3 separate regions of the Hordeum vulgare genome follow, and regions 2 and 3 are each linked to region 1. A link is a contact called in public Hi-C data. All regions are on one chromosome and are shown on one strand. Each heading gives the region's core, a stretch centred on a gene start, on an enhancer-like site or on the middle of the called end of the contact. The rest is flanking DNA. Distances are from core to core; before and after follow the strand shown.

Region 1 (3,857 bases), core at 277-2,776:
AGTTTCATCACAACAGAAACAACCTTCGGTTTTGGTGAATGACAGTTAGGAAAAGTATCTCAAGCTTTCAAGGATAACCTTCCGTCAAAAAAGCTTTGGTAGAACTAACTCAAGGCAGTTCAAACTTTGAAGCTTGGATAAGCATAAACTAAAACTCACGTTTCCTTGATGGACCAGGTTAAACTGAAAGTAAAGAAATGCAGATCTGATAAAGCAATCCACACTTCCCATCCAATCTTTCACATCGGGAAGAAAAGAAAATACAACAATCATCAGTGTCAAGTTATTTGCTAAGATGTCCATAACAACAGAACAACTTGTGGGTTTTGCACAGCTGAAGTTTTAAGTAAGGGTCTAATACTTCCCAACATGAATACTTGGCATGTGCTCCAGCTGTATGCCTGTATCTAACATTAGTCCATAGACTGACAGTCTGAAATCCAGTCAAGCTGAACTAAATTTGCACGGCTTCCTCGGGATCCTTCCCCAGAAATGAAAAGGGTCCATTTGTGAACTCTGGCTCAAACAATTCACCACTAAGTGCGTGCTACAAAGACCAGAAGAACATCAACACTAAGTCGTGTGCATGCCGAGACGGCTGCGCAGTGGACCAGGGAGACGCACGATTGCCTCCTGTCCTGGAAGCTAAGAGTCAAAGACAATGACGCAATGGATCCCGGCCCCATTGATCCTAGAACGATGGTGACTAAGACTTGAGAGATATTTCTACGACATATGGAGGAGGGAGGGAGGACTTGCCGATCTTGCGGACGTTGGAGTTGGTGAAGAGGTACATGAGGAGGTGGACGGTGCGGAGGCTGAAGCTCTGGCTGCTGTACCCAGAGAGCGCGGACTGCAGCTCCTTGTCGTCGATCATCCCGCTGCCGTCGCGGTCCGCCGCCTGGAAGCACGCCACGACGTTCGGGTCCGTCCCCGGCGGGAAGGTCGACGGCACCAGCGCCGCGAACGGGCTACCGTACCCGCCGGCGCCGCCTCCTGCGTAGGGCTGCGCGGCGGGTGGGCCCCCGTACGGCGCGGCGGACGAAGGCGGCTGGGCGCCGTAGGGCTGCTGCCCGTAGCCGCCTCCGCCGCCCCCGCCGTAAGGCTGCTGCGGGGGCGGAGCACCGTGGTAGGGGTCGGAGCCGGAGGAGTAGGAGGTCTTGCCTTCCTTGGGGGGCTTCTGGCCGTAGGACGGTGGGGCGCCGTAGCCGCCGCCACCGCCCCCGCCGTAAGGCTGCTGCGGGGGCGGGGCGCCGTGGTAGGGGTCGGGGCCGGAAGAGGAAGAGGTCTTGCCTTCCTTGGGGGGCTTCTGGCCGGAGGGCGGCGGGGCTCCGTAGCCGCCAGCAGCGCCGTAGGGGTAGCCGGAGCCGGGGGGCGGGGGGTAGCCAGCCATGGGGTTGAACTTGGGGAATTGGAGTTGTGTGCTCTCTCGATCACGGGGACGGGGACGGGGACGGGGATGGGGATGGAATGAAACAGGTGGGAAGGGGGCGAAGCGAAGCAGAACGTGGGTTGGTTTGGCGACGCGGACACAACACGGAGGGGAGCAGATCGAAAGGAGAGAGCTATCCGTCAACGCGGACGGCGGTGACGACACGACGGCACGGCAAATTTACAACTTACTCCCTCCATTTCATAATATAAGTCTTTTTTAGAGATTTCAAAAAACTACGTACGGATGTATATAGACATACTTTGAAATATAGATTCATTCATTTTGCTCCGTATGTAGTCCCTTAATGAAATCGCTTAAAAGACTTATATTTAGGAACGGAGGTAGTATTCGTTAGTGGTGAATTTAGGCCATGTTTAGAATCATAATAGATTATGGCTTTATTTGGAACCACAATGGATTATAATAATCTGAATTACGAAAATAGATTATATAATCTGGTTATAAAAATAATCTAGGTGTACATGTTTGAAAGACAGATTATATAAATTGTAATCCAGGTTTTATATTGTACAATGACATATCTGCTCTCTGTTTTTAGCTGCAAAGGTAATAATCTAGGTGGACATGTTTGGAAGACGATGACGGTGGCAGTAGGTAATTATCTCCAAGTTTCCAGAAGTAATGGATCATTAGTAATCCATAATCTGATTTTAGCCGGGGTAGAGTAGATTATAGGCATGTTTGGAAGCACAATAGATTATAATAATCTAGATTATGAAGATGGATTATATAATCTGGTTTATAAAAATAATCTAGGTGGACATGTTTGGAGGCCAAATTATATAAACTGTAATTCAGGTTTTATATAGTACAATGACATGTTTGTCTTCTCTTTTTTAGCTGCAAAGGTAATAATTTAGGTAGTCATGTTTGGAGGACGGTAGCGGTGGCAGTAGGTAATTATCTCCAAGTTTCCAAGGGTAATGGGTCATTAGTAATTCATAATCTGATTTTAGCTGGGGTAGAGTAGATTATGAGTTTTTAATAATCTGGCCATCTAGTTTTTATAAACTGCAATATAATATGTCCTGTTTGGAGACATAATAGATTATAAAAATCGAATTATATAATCTGAGTGGTTCCAAACAGGGCTTATGAGTTTTTAACAATCTGACCATCTAGTTTTTATAAACTACAATATAATCTGTCATGTTTGGAAACATAATAGATTATAAAAATCGAATTATATAATTTGGGTGGTTCTAAACAGGGCCTATGATAATCTGAATTATGAAGATAGATTATATAATCTGGTTTATAAAAATAATCTAGGTGAACATATTTGGACGCCACATTATATAAACTGTAATCCAGGTTTTATATTGCATAATGACTTGTGTGTCCTCTGTTTTTTAAAAAGGAGGGTGGCGGTGGTAGAAATGTAATTATCTCCAACTTTATAAGGTAATGGGTCATTAGCAATCCATAATCTGATTTTAGCACGTATAGAGTAGATTATGAGTTTTTTAATAATCTATCCATCTAGTTTTTATAATCTACACCATAAGCTGTCATGTTTAGAGACATAATCTATACCTAATAATAAAGCGGCTATTACTTCCGTCGGAAAACCCACCGTGGCATTTTTATAAAAAAAACCTCCTGTAATTTTTGTTATTCAACCCGTGCTTCATCATTTATCTGCAACGCAAAAGGAAAAAACGATTCGCTGCAAAAATTATGCCCGTACGCATCGCCTCCTCCCGTCGACCCTGGGCCACCCTGGCCTGTGCCCAGGCCGCCGCCACACCACTTGTCGCCGTCGCCGACCTCAACCGCCACCGCTGCCGATCTCAACCCACCCGCCTCCGCGGTCGTACCTATCCCCGCTCACTGCCCCTGTTGCGGCGCTCGAGCGCATCGCGTCGACCCTGGTCCACCCTGGCCTGTGCACAGGCCGCTGTCACACCACTCGCCGCCGCGGCCGACCTCAACCACCACTGTTGTCGATCTCGACCCACCCGCCTCCGCGGTCGTACCTCTTCCCGCTTGCTGCCCCCATTTCTGCGCTCGAGCACAGCTTCTGGATCAAATCAACGCGACAGCTACAGTGACTGGGGATGATGCATCTGCTCGATGCAGAACGGCGGTGGCGCACGAATAAGGCGCGGCGGAGCGAAGTACTTGCAGGTGGAGGCGGGCCTCCATGGCTCACACGGGGAACTCCGAGGTTATGGCGCGACAACGACAACTCCTTATGGCCAGATAGAGGCGCCTAACCCTTGCTCCCCTCATCGTATCCCCTCCTCCGGCAGGAACTCATCATGTGGTGAGATCCCTCCCCAATGCCTCCAACCGTGTGTCAAGCACCAGCAATTTTTGTTTTGTTTAGTGGGGATTTGTTTGCGGGTGAATGAATGTATTGAATGTAAGATTGTATTGTTGTAGAGACAGAGAATGG
Region 2 (3,601 bases), core at 557-3,056, 300 kb before region 1:
TCAATGCAAGAGAAACACATAAACATGCAACTAAGTACCCAGTATCCACAATTACTAAGTTTGTTGGTTGCAGTTGTCCAGTTACCCAGTATCCCCCATAAACATGCAACATCTTACAGTATATATACAAAGATTTAGAAAGACAAACATTGTGCAGTTCACAATTCCTGTTCAATATTCACTACAGCCACTTCCTCACCATATTCAAATTAATCTGCATTTATCTAACTGAGGCATTCAGCATTTGTTTGTTATGGGTTTAGGACATGTAAAAATCCAGCAAAACATCGCACGAACTTATTGTCAGTTTTTTATGGTATCTCATCGTCATTGACAATTAACTAAAAGTAAAGCATGTGACGAGGTGAGGAACATTGTAGCATAAGTACGTATAGCACTGCAACGACTTGGTAGACACCAACATGCCCAGGAAAGGAAAATATATGGTACTGTATATGCTAACCACTCAAAGGTAGATAGGCACAGACAATATTGCAACAGATCTTGCCGGGGTTGTTTTGGTCCCCTTTCCCTACCATTTTAATGAATTAGGCCTAACCTCCAGGCTTTCAAACACGCCTTAGGTGACACTTGTATTGCCTGACTTGTCCAAGATTTGACCATAAAGCCGATCTCCATCATACATATGATGATGCACTTAGGCAAACATCCTACGAGTAATATGTGCTCATTTTGTACTTCTGGTATTCTTATGTCGTTATGGATGCACAGTATGCGATGGGAAGAGTTAGATTCTCATTTACTATTTATTACAGACTTATATTAATACAGATATTATAATTATATTTTGTGGGCAGTATAGTTTTATCTCATCATTCATAAAAATTGAAGGGAAACAAAAATCCTCTGCTGCAGTAATCACCAAATAACATCTGTGCAGGCGCAGCATAGCAGCTACAACACTAGCCTTAGCCCTGAAGAATTAGCGTGCGGAATTAAGACAGACAAGTTCCCCATTCACTTTGAGTGCAGTGGGAATTTCGACAAACACCTGTAGTGCGTGCAGCACCCAGAGCACGTATCATCACATTGCATACAGCTTGTCAAAGATACGCAAATTGACACTCCCATGACACCAAAGAGTAGCACTGAATCCGAAGCAATCGCGAGAGGAGGAAGGAAGAGTGGATAGCTGTGCAGACGATTATACTATTACCAGATTCTTTCCCTCGACGATGACGCGATTCTGCGAGCGGATGACCCGCTTGATCAGCCCGCTCTCCCCCTTGTCCTTGCCCCTTATGATCATCACCTGGCGCCAAATTCAGAGAGAGAGAGAAAAGGAGATTTCAGGAGATCTCTCGAGAGCAAGGAGAGCAGCAAGAGGAGGATCTCTCGAGATGTCGCGTACGTTGTCGCCGCGGAGGATCTTCCAGTGCCTGATGAGCTTCTCCGCGGCCTTCCACCCCATTCCTGCCTCTCAGCTCAGGCTGCGGCTTGGCTTGGCTTGGCTCGATTAGGCTGGGAGGGGAGGGGAGCGAGAGTGGATGGAGAGAGACGGCGGCGCTCGCGGGAGAGGGCGGCCGGAGGAAGAAAACCACCTAGGATGGGCCTCAAAACGGGCCGGCAGAAACTGGCATGACCCACGCAGCTAGGCCGCAGGCCCGTGGCTCTCCGGTCCGGAGGCAGGCAGATCAACGGTGCTGGCCCAGTCAGCGCAGGATCGGACGGTTCGCGAGATCTCAGGGATGAGAGTGTGATGACGGAAAAGAGTGAGGGCCAGACTGCAAGTTCCTCTCTAAATGAGCCGCCACCTCGCCCTGCTCTTCTTCCTCCTCCTCCTCTAGCTAGGGCTAAGCTGACCTCCCCCACCCACCCTTCGCCGGCGGCTCCACCCCCTGCCAGATTCCGTTCACCGATATAGGAGGTAAACTCGCCAAGAGATCTGTCTATTTCTCCGGTTCCTCGCGGCCACTTTCTTCCCATGCGCCATCTCTCGTAAGCCCCGTCGCGCTAGCTTGTCCCGGCCTCCGATTCGGTCGCGATTTCGGTTCTCTGCTGCGGCAGAGGCGCCAAGTCGCCGACGACTGTCTATAGGAATACCTCGTGAAATCCCCTTGTTGCGGTTGGTTCAACTGGTAAAAGGCGTGGGCTTGCTGCTTCGATTTCTCTGCTTGTGTTTGTCCAGCTTGGGCAGACGCCCTAGTGGCATGAACCTGGGCGAAAAGGACGTGTCCTTTTGCGTCGATTGCTTTATCCAATCTGTATGGCCACTCGCTTTACTTGCGATAATGGACATCCTAGCATATCCCGCTGCAGTGTACCCCCCCCCCCCCCCCCCCCACACACATGCTTTTGCCCAATCATTTGCAGAATTAACTAGTCTCTGTAGAAGAATTACATTCGAATCTACGTATTTATCTTTCTAACTGGTCAGATTCTTGACCAGCTCCATGCTATATTTACTAGAGTTTGGTTTACCCTAGATGCTACTATTATATACGTTGTTATCTACTTCTCATAGTGTTTTTTTTCCTGTCTTTTTTCTTCTTTTCCTTCCATCCATTTCATGGATTTCAATTAAACCATCAGCCCGTTGGTTACACTTCCAATTGCATCGTCTTGGCCATCATTTGTATACTCTTTGTTTTCTTCTCTGTGCTTGTTCGGGACCGTGTTCTTGAGAACCTCCCGGTATCATCCTGGCCATACGCAATTTCTTCGTTTGTCCCTTAAGCAATTCCATGCTATCCCGTTTGGCACCTATGGATACATCCAAGTTGATATCATTGCATACCAATTGTTCTAGTTGTTTCTGTTGTTTTTCGTCCTATCCACATGTCCTCAATTTGCTCTCCCAATATTTTTGGCTCCTCTGCTCTTTCCAAAGTTGCCTTGGAACTTTGAGCTCTTCGAGATGCCTAGAAGAACAGAGGATGCTGAACCAGCTCAACCAAAAGAGTGCTTGGAGTTTGATGATAATGAAGAGGAGGAGGTAGAAGAGGAAGAAATTGAGTATGAAGAAATTGAGGAGGAGGTAGAGGAGGAGGTGGAGGAGGATGAGGATATTTTAGAGGAAGTAGAGGAGGTAGAGGAGGAGGAGGAGGAAGACCCTGAAGAAAGAGAAGTTCTTGATGAAACTGATGCTAGTCATGACAGTGACAGTAAATCGGAAGGTGTTCCTCTTCCTCGGCAGGATGGTGCCAAAGATGGGAGCGATCGAGAGAAGCATGCTGAACTTCTTGCTCTTCCTCCTCATGGATCTGAAGTATATGTTGGGGGCATCTCCAGCGATGCATCTTCTGAAGATCTCAAGAAACTATGTGAACCAATTGGCGAAGTTGTGGAAGTGAGTACCGTCTACTCTTAGGGTTAGCATTCTGATGTGTTTTTTCTGCATTCATATTCTCTTTTTTCCTGCAGGTAAGAATAATGCTGGGCAAGAAAGATAGTAGGGGATATGCTTTTGTTACTTTCAGAACTAACGATCTGGCTTTGAAGGCCATCGAGAAATTGAACAATGCAACTTTCAAGGTTTGTTTCCGTTGATCATAAAAGTTGACTATCATGTTCTCAAGTCAATGGATCATAATATACCCCTATTTATGCACTTAAGTCTTGATTTCATAGATATCGCCAT
Region 3 (3,858 bases), core at 1,294-3,793, 440 kb after region 1:
CCATATTCAATGTAAATACAGGTACATATTGTGACATTGAACTAGTGAACCTCTTAACACAGTAGCACATGGCTTAAAACTAGTTTACTAGAAAATATATAGTCACAAAAGGTGCCAAAAATAATGAAAACATTTCAAAAAAATTATCAAAAAGTTCACGTAACATTTCACACCCCGGGCATACCAAATGAAATAAATTAACTGCAGATGTATGTTTCATTAGGGGTATTTCAGTCCAAATTTCACCCCAGATTACATCCAGCTCATTGTCTTTGGTCATAGGAAAAAACTTGTGGTGCCACCTCATGCGAGATGGAGGGAGTAATAATCTTCAAATATTACCATCTCAGGGAAAATAATTATAGGTACCAATAAGCACAATATGTAAGTTGGATTTTCATTCCCATCAACTATTGATAATCCTGGGATCTAATCCACAATTCCACATATTAGTAACACTTCAACAAATAGGTCAACAAAACATTCAAGATGGAGAAAACTGCATTACCAATGTACTGACTAAAATTGGCATGCTAAGCCAGTAATACATAACACATAATTAAATAACGTTGATTCTGAAACTTGTAAAATCCTATAAGAAAATAAGCAATGCATCCCATGTTATTATAGCACCAACTTAGCTAGATTAGGCATGCCATTTCACATTCAGGAACAACAACCAATCCAAACTAAGTCAGGAAAAATAGCTGTAAATATATCTAGACAGCCATATATATCTAGTCAGGAAATCTTTTTTGCATCTTTAAGCAAAATTAAAGTAGAGTTTGACCTTTTGATCCTGGACTTGTTCCAGCATAGCCCGGTTAATAGTGACAAAGCCAGTGCTGAGGTAGGGGCTGATGCTGGCAAAGTTCTCGCGGGCAGCCCGGAGGCAGGACTGCTCGAGGTAGCGAGACGGGTCGATGAGGGCAGCAGCAAAGCCCTGGATGGGGCATAGAAGGCGGCGGGCTAAGCTGTCGGCGATTATCATGGACATACGCTGCAGTGGCCCGTCCACTAGAGAGGCGAGCTTTCTGATCTTCCTAAGGCTGCGGTCAGTCTTGTCAAAAGATCCTTCGATCACATGCGCCATGCACTCGTACAAGGCCGGGCCAAGTTGTGCCAAGTCATCCACCGTGCCCTGAGTGTGTGCGCATGGAGCGTGCATCGTTTCTGCCTTCTTGAGGAAGGATTGCTGTGTTCGTACAGGACGTAGGAACTAGTGCTTGGGTGTCCTGGCTGGATCAACTTCTCTGGTTGTTGGCACTGGTACATTTATAGGATAGCGTGTCTAACACATACATAGGATTGCGTGTCTAAGACATAATTGAACCGAAAGCAACAAGCTAAGAAGTTTTTACCGTGTTTGTTCGAATGAATTTAGAAAGATCCATGGTAAAGGCAAAGTATTGGCATATTGACGTATCCAAGGAATACTGTTGGAATTTTCGTTTTATTCCTTTGGCACCTTCATATCCACTGGGCAGAAATAGACAAATATTGCAGTCAACCTGATCAGACTACGGAAGACTACTCTTTGGAAGTTCCAACAAGCGTGTATCGTCGATGACTTGATTCTGGGTTAACAAGGTAACAAGAGTTTTGGTACACTGGAACTATTACTTTATTAGAACATAGATCCGTCTTGTACGTAGAAGTTACAGTGGCAAAACTGATCCAGTATATATTGTTATCATGTTTGGAATTTTGCTTTAGTCATTGTCAGCACTTATAGGAGTAGTTGCTAAGCAACATGCTTTGGTTGGACACATGTTTGGGAAGCCCACAAACCCAGACAATGACAGGCACGCCCAAAATAGTCAGAACCAACACCAGTAAGCACCTTGGCACAGGCCATCCTATCTTTAAGCAGGTACACTGATCATTACTCACTAGTACTGTGGTAATTTTCTGGTGTTGTAGAAGGCCACTGCCTGGGCAACACCAACCTGCCCAAGGCGTCCGGTGAATCCGCGATTGACTAACGCCTTGGTGAAGGCTGCATTTCTTTTGACAAGTGTGTCTGAAGTCTGAACTGTCAATATGGGTTATAGCCCAATGGACATGAACCAACACTTGATTGGCGATCCACGGGGCCAGGGCACTATCATTTAACAATTTTCACAGCGTCACGTCATTTCACTATGCAAATCTTAAACGGTGACATGCGTACTATTTACCTCAACAAGCCGTGATCCGGGAGAAGGGCGGCTGCCGGGTCAGGGGCATGGCAGCGCGGTGTGCCGGCCATGCCCGGCTGGTGGCCACACCCCGTACGAAGGGAGAATCGGGGTCAGGGACGAAGAATCCGAGGCATGCGGCCTCCGTCTGCAAAGATTTGCAAAGGCTAACCGGTGGATGCTCCAGGCGGGGGACGAGTAGGTGTGGAAGAGAGTCCCGATCTCCTCGGTCAACACTAAATCTATATGCCACGTGAGTTGTGTGGGAGCTACGCAACGCCGCGTGCCCCAAAGCTGCTCCATTCTTCGCGGCGGCGGCGGCGGCGGCGGCGGCTGGATGGGGGCGGGGGCGGCGGCGGACCTGGCTGGAGGACGTTTTTCTTTTTCTTTCTCTTTTGAGGATTGGATTGGAGGACGGGTTTGTGTTTTTCTTTTTCTTTTGAGTATTAGAGGACGGGTTTGTTTGTGTGGACACGGGACACAGCGTAGCGTTTCGTCCTTTTGGGCTGAGAGCTGGCAACCGGGTAGGCTTTCTCTGGTTGGCTATTGGGTATGGGCTAGGCTTTTGCAACCTCGTGGGCTTTCAGTTCCCCGGGCATCGAGTCCGAGATGGTATATGAAATGAAATCTCACCCGGAACCGGATTGCTGGACTCCCCCCACAAAAGCAGCAGGACCCGTTCGTTTCCGCCCCCTCACCTCACAAACCTCTCTCGTTCCTACACTGCCGATTCATCATCATCACCGTCGCCGCGGTGACTTGACGCGATCCTTTTCGATAAACGCTTCACGCGACATGGACGGCCCCGGCCCATATTACGACGCGGCCGCCAGCGAAGGGACACGCTCATTCTCATTCTCTATGCCAGGCGGCTTGATCACACAGATTCGGATACGGGAGGTTAACTCTATCCTGCATGCCTTCATTCCCGGAGCCAGAAGTAACGGCGATGAAGACGTCGATTTGCCTACGTACAGGGGCGACAGCTTCGGCGCGGTCCCGGCGTCCGAGGAGGCCATCGCCCAGCTGGAGGAGGCAGCCGTCGAGGAGACGAGGGAGGCGGAGTGCGCTGTTTGCATGGAGAGCTTCGAGGCAGGTGACAAGATCAGGAAGATGGCGTGCTCCCATGGATACCACGAGACCTGCATCTTCAGGTGGCTCCGGACCAGCCGCGCCTGCCCGCTCTGCCGCTTCCCCATATCCGCCGCGGAGGACCATTAAGGAATGAGTATATCACGATCGAAGACCGAGTTGAATACGATTATAGGGTTGTTTTATGTTACTATAATTCCATGGAAACATAGATTAAGGCCTTATTAGGTTTATAGTACAAATATTATAGGAATGGAAGAGTCACATAGTGAATCTCAACATGGGTACTAGTCTGCTGCCCCGGCCCGGCCGGCCGCCCTTGTTGCTTTCATTATCACTATACACGGGTTGTACTAGTGTAGACTCCTCTGGACTCCATGAAATTTTAACTCTGTTTTTAAAAAAGCAGCACTTCTTGGCTTTTTTTTTCTTTTAAATGTAGGATTGCCTTCGGCCTCTACATAAAAAAAATACATGCATGTTCTAAAGGATGTCACTACATAGCGGCGCTGCACCAAGGCCTTCCGGTGTGGCGGTTTTTTCTGTGCATGCAAATTGATACACCAGGATGACGTCAGTAAAGATT

Evidence for each region. Hi-C and Micro-C count contacts between places; a contact is called where the count stands out from the background.
Region 2: a contact with region 1 is called in a Hi-C map of seedling, with 4 times the contacts expected there. The contact joins the promoter of LOC123448184 here to the promoter of LOC123448183 in region 1. A contact is called at or near these places in 2 of 6 Hi-C or Micro-C datasets (seedling and an unstated tissue).
Region 3: a contact with region 1 is called in a Hi-C map of seedling, with 5 times the contacts expected there. The contact joins the promoter of LOC123448181 here to the promoter of LOC123448183 in region 1. A contact is called at or near these places in 2 of 6 Hi-C or Micro-C datasets (leaf and seedling).

The regions. Positions count from the first base shown.
Region 1 is chr4H:144,438,463-144,442,319 of MorexV3_pseudomolecules_assembly, reverse strand. LOC123448183 (calcium-binding protein CBP-like) reads right to left here and starts at 1,526. Exons shown (of 5, transcript XM_045124993.1): 1 at 760-1,526. The coding sequence starts at 1,393.
Region 2 is chr4H:144,741,447-144,745,047 of MorexV3_pseudomolecules_assembly, reverse strand. It overlaps LOC123448184 (heterogeneous nuclear ribonucleoprotein Q-like), which reads left to right and starts at 1,806. Exons shown (of 10, transcript XM_045124995.1): 1 at 1,806-1,888; 2 at 2,554-2,655; 3 at 2,852-3,310; 4 at 3,385-3,495. The coding sequence starts at 2,879. LOC123448185 (50S ribosomal protein L24) reads right to left here and starts at 1,576. Exons shown (of 5, transcript XM_045124997.1): 1 at 1,373-1,576; 2 at 1,178-1,273. The coding sequence starts at 1,432.
Region 3 is chr4H:143,996,600-144,000,457 of MorexV3_pseudomolecules_assembly, reverse strand. It overlaps LOC123448181 (scarecrow-like protein 3), which reads right to left and starts at 2,543. Exons shown (of 2, transcript XM_045124992.1): 1 at 791-2,543. The coding sequence starts at 1,168.